Linked DNA regions of Sus scrofa: region 1 is linked to region 2. The links are chromatin contacts, called in public Hi-C maps. All regions are on one chromosome and are shown on one strand. The core of a region is the stretch at or near the end of the contact, and the rest is flanking DNA. Distances in the headings are between cores, read along the strand shown.

What was found. Hi-C and Micro-C count contacts between places; a contact is called where the count stands out from the background.
Region 1: a contact with region 2 is called in a Hi-C map of retroperitoneal adipose tissue, with 1.7 times the contacts expected there. A contact is called at or near these places in 1 of 47 Hi-C or Micro-C datasets (retroperitoneal adipose tissue) and 2 of 2 datasets of targeted methods (alveolar macrophages and skeletal muscle).

The regions. Positions count from the first base shown.
Region 1 is chr4:125,429,837-125,432,536 of Sscrofa11.1, reverse strand. It overlaps CDC7 (cell division cycle 7-related protein kinase), which reads left to right. Exons shown (of 12, transcript XM_013997381.2): 12 at 1-1,083. Among named protein-coding and RNA genes, the nearest start is that of CDC7, 28 kb to the left of the region's middle.
Region 2 is chr4:125,246,352-125,249,051 of Sscrofa11.1, reverse strand. The region is part of intron 3 of TGFBR3 (transforming growth factor, beta receptor III); the gene reads right to left. Among named protein-coding and RNA genes, the nearest start is that of TGFBR3, 110 kb to the right of the region's middle.

The DNA.
Region 1 (2,700 bases), core at 132-2,631, 180 kb before region 2:
TTTTAGAAAAAAGTACTGACTGGGAGTTCCCGTTGTGGCTCAGTAGGTTAAGAACCCGACTAGTACCCATGAAGATGCGGGTTAATCCCTGGCCTCATTCAGTGGGTTTAGGACCCCACGTTGCCATGAGCTGTGGTGCAGGTCTCAGACATGGCTCGGGTCCTGTGTGGCTGTGGCTCTGATTCGACGCCTAGCCTGGGAATATCCATGTGCCGCAGATGGAGTCCTAAAAAGCAAAATAAAGTACTGGCCACTAAGGAGTATTTTCCTTCGGAGACTGATAAATTCTTTCTTCAGCAAATAGTAGGTAGTAGGATAGCAGACACTGACCCGAGTAACACATGAGAGATAAGATGTTTTTCATAGAAATGTGGCTCACAATCACGCTAACAGACTCTCAGAAAATTAACAGGAAAAAACTTAGCAGACATTCAGGTAAAGAGACAGTCTCTAAAAAAGTTGACTATTCAGGGCTGTTGTTTCAACCTTCCGTTAATGTTTTTGAGTAGAATTTGGTTGATAAGCAAGGGAAGGTAGGGCGAGCTAATGTTTTAAAAGCTATCCAGTGTTACAAATTAGTTCGCGGGGAATTTCAGTCCTGCTAGGGAGGGCTGCCTCTGTTTGGGGTGTTAGGGAGATAAAAATCAGCAGAGCGTCTTCGGGTCCTTCAGCCTTCTGAATACTATTTATAAGGGCAGATGGCTCCCTAAAAGAAATCAGCCCGAACAGTCCTTTCTAGGGGAAGATTGCGAAGGGAACTAGTTAATGCCATTTCCCGTTACAATGGAAGTTCCCGGAATATTCAGCTATGTTTCCTTGTCAGCTTTTTAAAATTCTTATTGCCCAGACGCTTGAGATAAAACTGTTAGGGTTGTTTTCATTTAATAAGGCTTGGACATTTAGAACTATTAATATAACAAGCTACAAGTATTGGTTTTCGAGACAGGCAGCAGCTCTCTAGCCTTTTTAATGAAACTTTTCCTTTTAAGGAGATGACGATGGTTCTCTTAATGACCTAAATAAAAATGTGGCTCAAGGGTGGTTATTCCAAAGAATTAAACCTAGTGAGTTTCAAAATCTGAACAAAAGTCATTAAGCAACATTATTAAATCTCCAGGTTTTGGCCTCAGCATTTTAGCAACAGAATGGTGTTACAGATGTCAGAATATTGATTGCATAAAATCTTGAAACCCACTAAACTTGTAGGCTTCGGTCTTAGTAATTTCTGCTGTTTGTGTAATTTCAGCCCCACGCGTCACCGAAAAGTTATTTATCTTAAGAAACTGTGGCCAAATTTGGCGGGGGATGCTGTCTGCCAGTGTCTACAGATGTCCTGTTTCCGCCCACATCTGTGCACGCTGTCTGTGCTCTCTAAAGAGCACTATCTAACACCAGGCAGAAACGGCAGTTCTCGCTTCAGTTTTTCCTGTGTCCTTAGAACCCATGTTACCACTCCCTAATTTTGTCAAATTGTGTGTGTGAACTGTCTCCCTCTCTTGAAAGGTGGATTTTATCACCCGTGTACGAGATAAGTAATCAGAAGTCATTAAAGCTGGGTCAAATTACTGTAAGGTTTTCAGCAAACTAACCGCAAAGGTCAGTGCTAAGGCTGGTATATAGTAAATAATGACATTTCAGATGCCGAAGGGCAGAGGCATGGTCTTCAGAACGCAGTCACCGGTTGGGCGAGAAAATTATAAAGATCAGAAAAGTGATTGCCAGAAAGTTTGAGCTCAATCAGACGGCTAATTTTATTTTTTTTCCTCAATAGAAGAAAGTGAACTAAGAGAATAGAATTTCCCTAACCCCTCTTTTGAGTACTTTAAAAAATTAACTATGTGAAAAATTCAAAAGGATGAGCAAAGAAGGCTTATTTGCAGAGTGTGTTCAATGCTTTTACCTGCCAGGAGGGATGATCACAAAGTGTCCTAATGGTTTGGGACTTGATGGAAACATTCAGCACGTGCAGAATGTGCCCTTTCAAGTTTAACACATGGGAGTCCCGTCGTGGCTCAGTGGTTAACGAATCTGACTGGGAACCATGAGGTTACAGGTTCGATCCCTGGCCTCACTCAGTAGGTTAAGGATCCGGTGTTGCTGTGAGCTGTGGCGTAGGTCGCAGACGCGGCTACAACTCCAATTTGACCCCTGGCTTGGGAATCTCCACATGCTGCGGGAGCAGCCCTAGACAAAAAAAAAGTTGAACGCATGGGAGTTCCTGTCTTGGCTCAGCAGAAGTGAACCCGACAAGTATCCATGAGGATGTGGGTTTAATCCCTGGCCTCGCTCAGTGGGTTGGGGATCCAGCTCTTGCCATGAGTGTGGCGTAGGTTGCAAACGCAGTTCGCATCTGGTGTTTCTGTGGCAGTGGCGTAGGCCGGCAGCTGCAGCTCCAATTCAACCCCTAGCCTGGGAACCTCCATATGCCCCAGGTGCAGCTCTAAAGAGCAATCATAATTAAAAACAATACATTTAACAGATGATGCTGTGTTAGTCCTTAGGCAGATTCCAGCTTGAACCCTGCTACGACAAATCTTTGAGGAAGACGACAGGTTTTGCACTAGAAAACTTAATCCTATCTTATGAAGGGAAGTGGAGAATAAATAGCTTCTAGATTCATCTCTAGTTCTCGATTTAGAGGAGGCCAAGGTCACTCACTCTAGTAGGGAACCAAGAAGATGAAGGGGATGGGCTTTTGAC
Region 2 (2,700 bases), core at 127-2,626:
CCCTGCCACCTTCCTTAACAAAACACTTGCTTTTTCGACCAAACGGCTCTCTGGAGGCTGCCCACCACATTAACCAAGGACACCAGAGACGGAACATCTGATGCAATTGCCCAAGGCTTGGGAAGGGCAGATTCATCAGATTACCAGATCAGCCTTACCCAGTAAAGCCTTAAAGGACAGCAGGGATTCGACACAAAGCAACACCAACCTTCCCCCACACAGACGTGACCCAGCACGTCCAGCAGAGGCAGGAAAAGTCTATGAACCCTTCAGGACAGGACGTCTTGATTTGGAAGAACACGCCCAGGAAGCCTCGTAGGGCCAGGGGGCCACTCTCTGGCAACATTTCCCAGCTTTCATACAACCGCTTAGGATAAATTCTAGCAAGGCTTTCGAAAACTCTTTCTGGACCAGAATTACCAGCTGAAACTGGCCTCTTTCCAAGGTGCTAATTACCACAGTGACATTTAGGAAGAGCTCTCACCACAAAAGAGCCAGAAACTCGCTCCTAGGAAGTCGGGTAGTTGACTGACCCTAGTTCATGAGAGGATCAAGCCCCTTATAATTAAGGCTCTTATGGACAAGCCACAAAACCAACAGATAAGCAGCCTCTGGAGCAAAACTGCCCGGTACACAACCACTCAGATCATCCCACAGAGCACAGTGAGTCATTCCACAAGAGACGTTTTTAAAAAAGAAAAACGAAGAACCAATCTTGAAACGTTTAGATTTCATCTGCCTTTTTTTAAGAGAGCATTTATTTGGGGAAAGACCTCACGGGAAAATCCAAAATGTTACAACCAGACTCCGGGTACACACGGATGCCCCTTCTGGTTGAGCCCCAAAGCCATGCCCGGCTGCAACCCTGACCAGCTACCACGCAGTGCTCCTCCCTCACCCCAGAGGGAGCTGCCCTGGCTGCACGTGGAATAGGACTGTCTCCAATTTCAGGATCCAGTGGACTTCCGATCTGTAACCATCTCTCCCAGATCACAGGCAGCCCCTCAGGACAGGCGATCCAGCAGCCCCCTGCAACCTGGAGCCCCCGGTCAGCGCAGCGCCCAGGGTCCTGCGGGCACCGGAAACTGGCGGAGGCGGGGAATGCACAGGTAGAGGCGGAAACCACCCATCACACCAGGGGCGCGCACGCCACGCTGTCCTCCACGGGGGCGGGGAACGGCCGAACGACGGAAAGGAGGAAATTCGAAAAGAAAAAAAGCATTCCCGGGTGTTTAAATGCAGCCCAGGAGAGAATTCAGGACAAAATTTTAAAGTTCCCTCCTCTACAAGCAAACTTGAATGTCTGAGTTCTTGCGAGGGCATCCTGGACGCTCAGCGCGCAGCCACACATCCCTTGGATTCAGGAAAGGAGGCTGTGGGCATGCGCGGTGGTGCGGGCGTGCGTGGCCCTTCCTAGAGCCGCGCTAAGCACACATCTGGGGCTATTTAACAACTGATTGGAAATTTGGCCTTCTGATTTCCAGTTAAATACTGGGCACAGGAAAACAAATAGCACTTGTTTTTCACTGAGCCTTGTCAGGCATCCAAACTGCAGTGCAGACCAGAGAACTGCCTGTGGTTTGGTGGCAGGGGCCCAAAATATTTGGCCCTTTTTCTCCCCAAGTTTAAGTAAAAGGAACAGACCGACTTTGGCAACCTCAGCTGCTTCACCCACCCAGCCACCCCGCTCAGAAACACAAAACGAGGCTTTAAATATTAAGCTTGTTCCTGGTATTAATTTACATTTTTCATTAGGATTAAATTTTTATTTGTTTTTAATCCTAAGCCAAAAGCAGAGAGTTCAGTTTCTCTCATTTATTTCAGTGGCCCTGCCCTGGTATTTACTTGGATTTGCTGAAGAGGCAACATTCAGATTTGCCATTTTCTGTTTCCAATTAAACGGGGCTCTAATATCTAGCAGTTGTACTATCAAAGAACGAGAGTTTGGGAGGAACTCGAGAGACTGAGTGGTACCAGCACCTCGATTTAGAGATGAGGAAGCTGAGGCCTGGGGAGTTAAGTGACTTTGTCCTGTGACTGAAGCCTAACTAGTTAGGGGCAGAACCAAGACTAGTCCAGAGATTGAAGTATAACTACTTAGGGACAGAACCAAGGCTAGTCCAGTGATCGGAGTGTAACTAGCTAGGAGCAGAACCAAGACTAGTCCAGCAATGGGAGCATATCTACTTAGTGGCAGAGCCGAGACTAGTCCAGTGATTGAAATATAACTACTTAGTGGCAGAACCAACTAGTGCTTGGGCCTCCTGACACCCAGGCCAGAGTGTGAACTAGAAACAAAAATCTGAGCTTCCTCTGGGTGGAACTACCAGATAAGATATAGGACACTTAGTTAAATTTGAATTTTAGGTAAACACTGAATACGTTTTGAGTACAGATATGCCCCACATATTGGAAACTCGGCCTTGCAGGCCAGCATCTCCTTCAGCCCCCCACCTTCACTCCGACACACACATCTGCATAATTTCTTTCCTGATTTTACTGCTAAGTGGCTGAAAAACAGTAATCGCAGCACAGAAGTCCCAAGAGCGAATGAGGTTGGAAGAAGCTGTGGCTTACATCTTGAGATTTCCGCTAATCTTAAAAACACCTTTTTCCCTCACGAGCAGGCACAGCAACAAGCCTGACGTGAAAAGGCTGTCAGGGTCCCGGGATGACGCCTTTCTTGTTATTAGAAGCCAG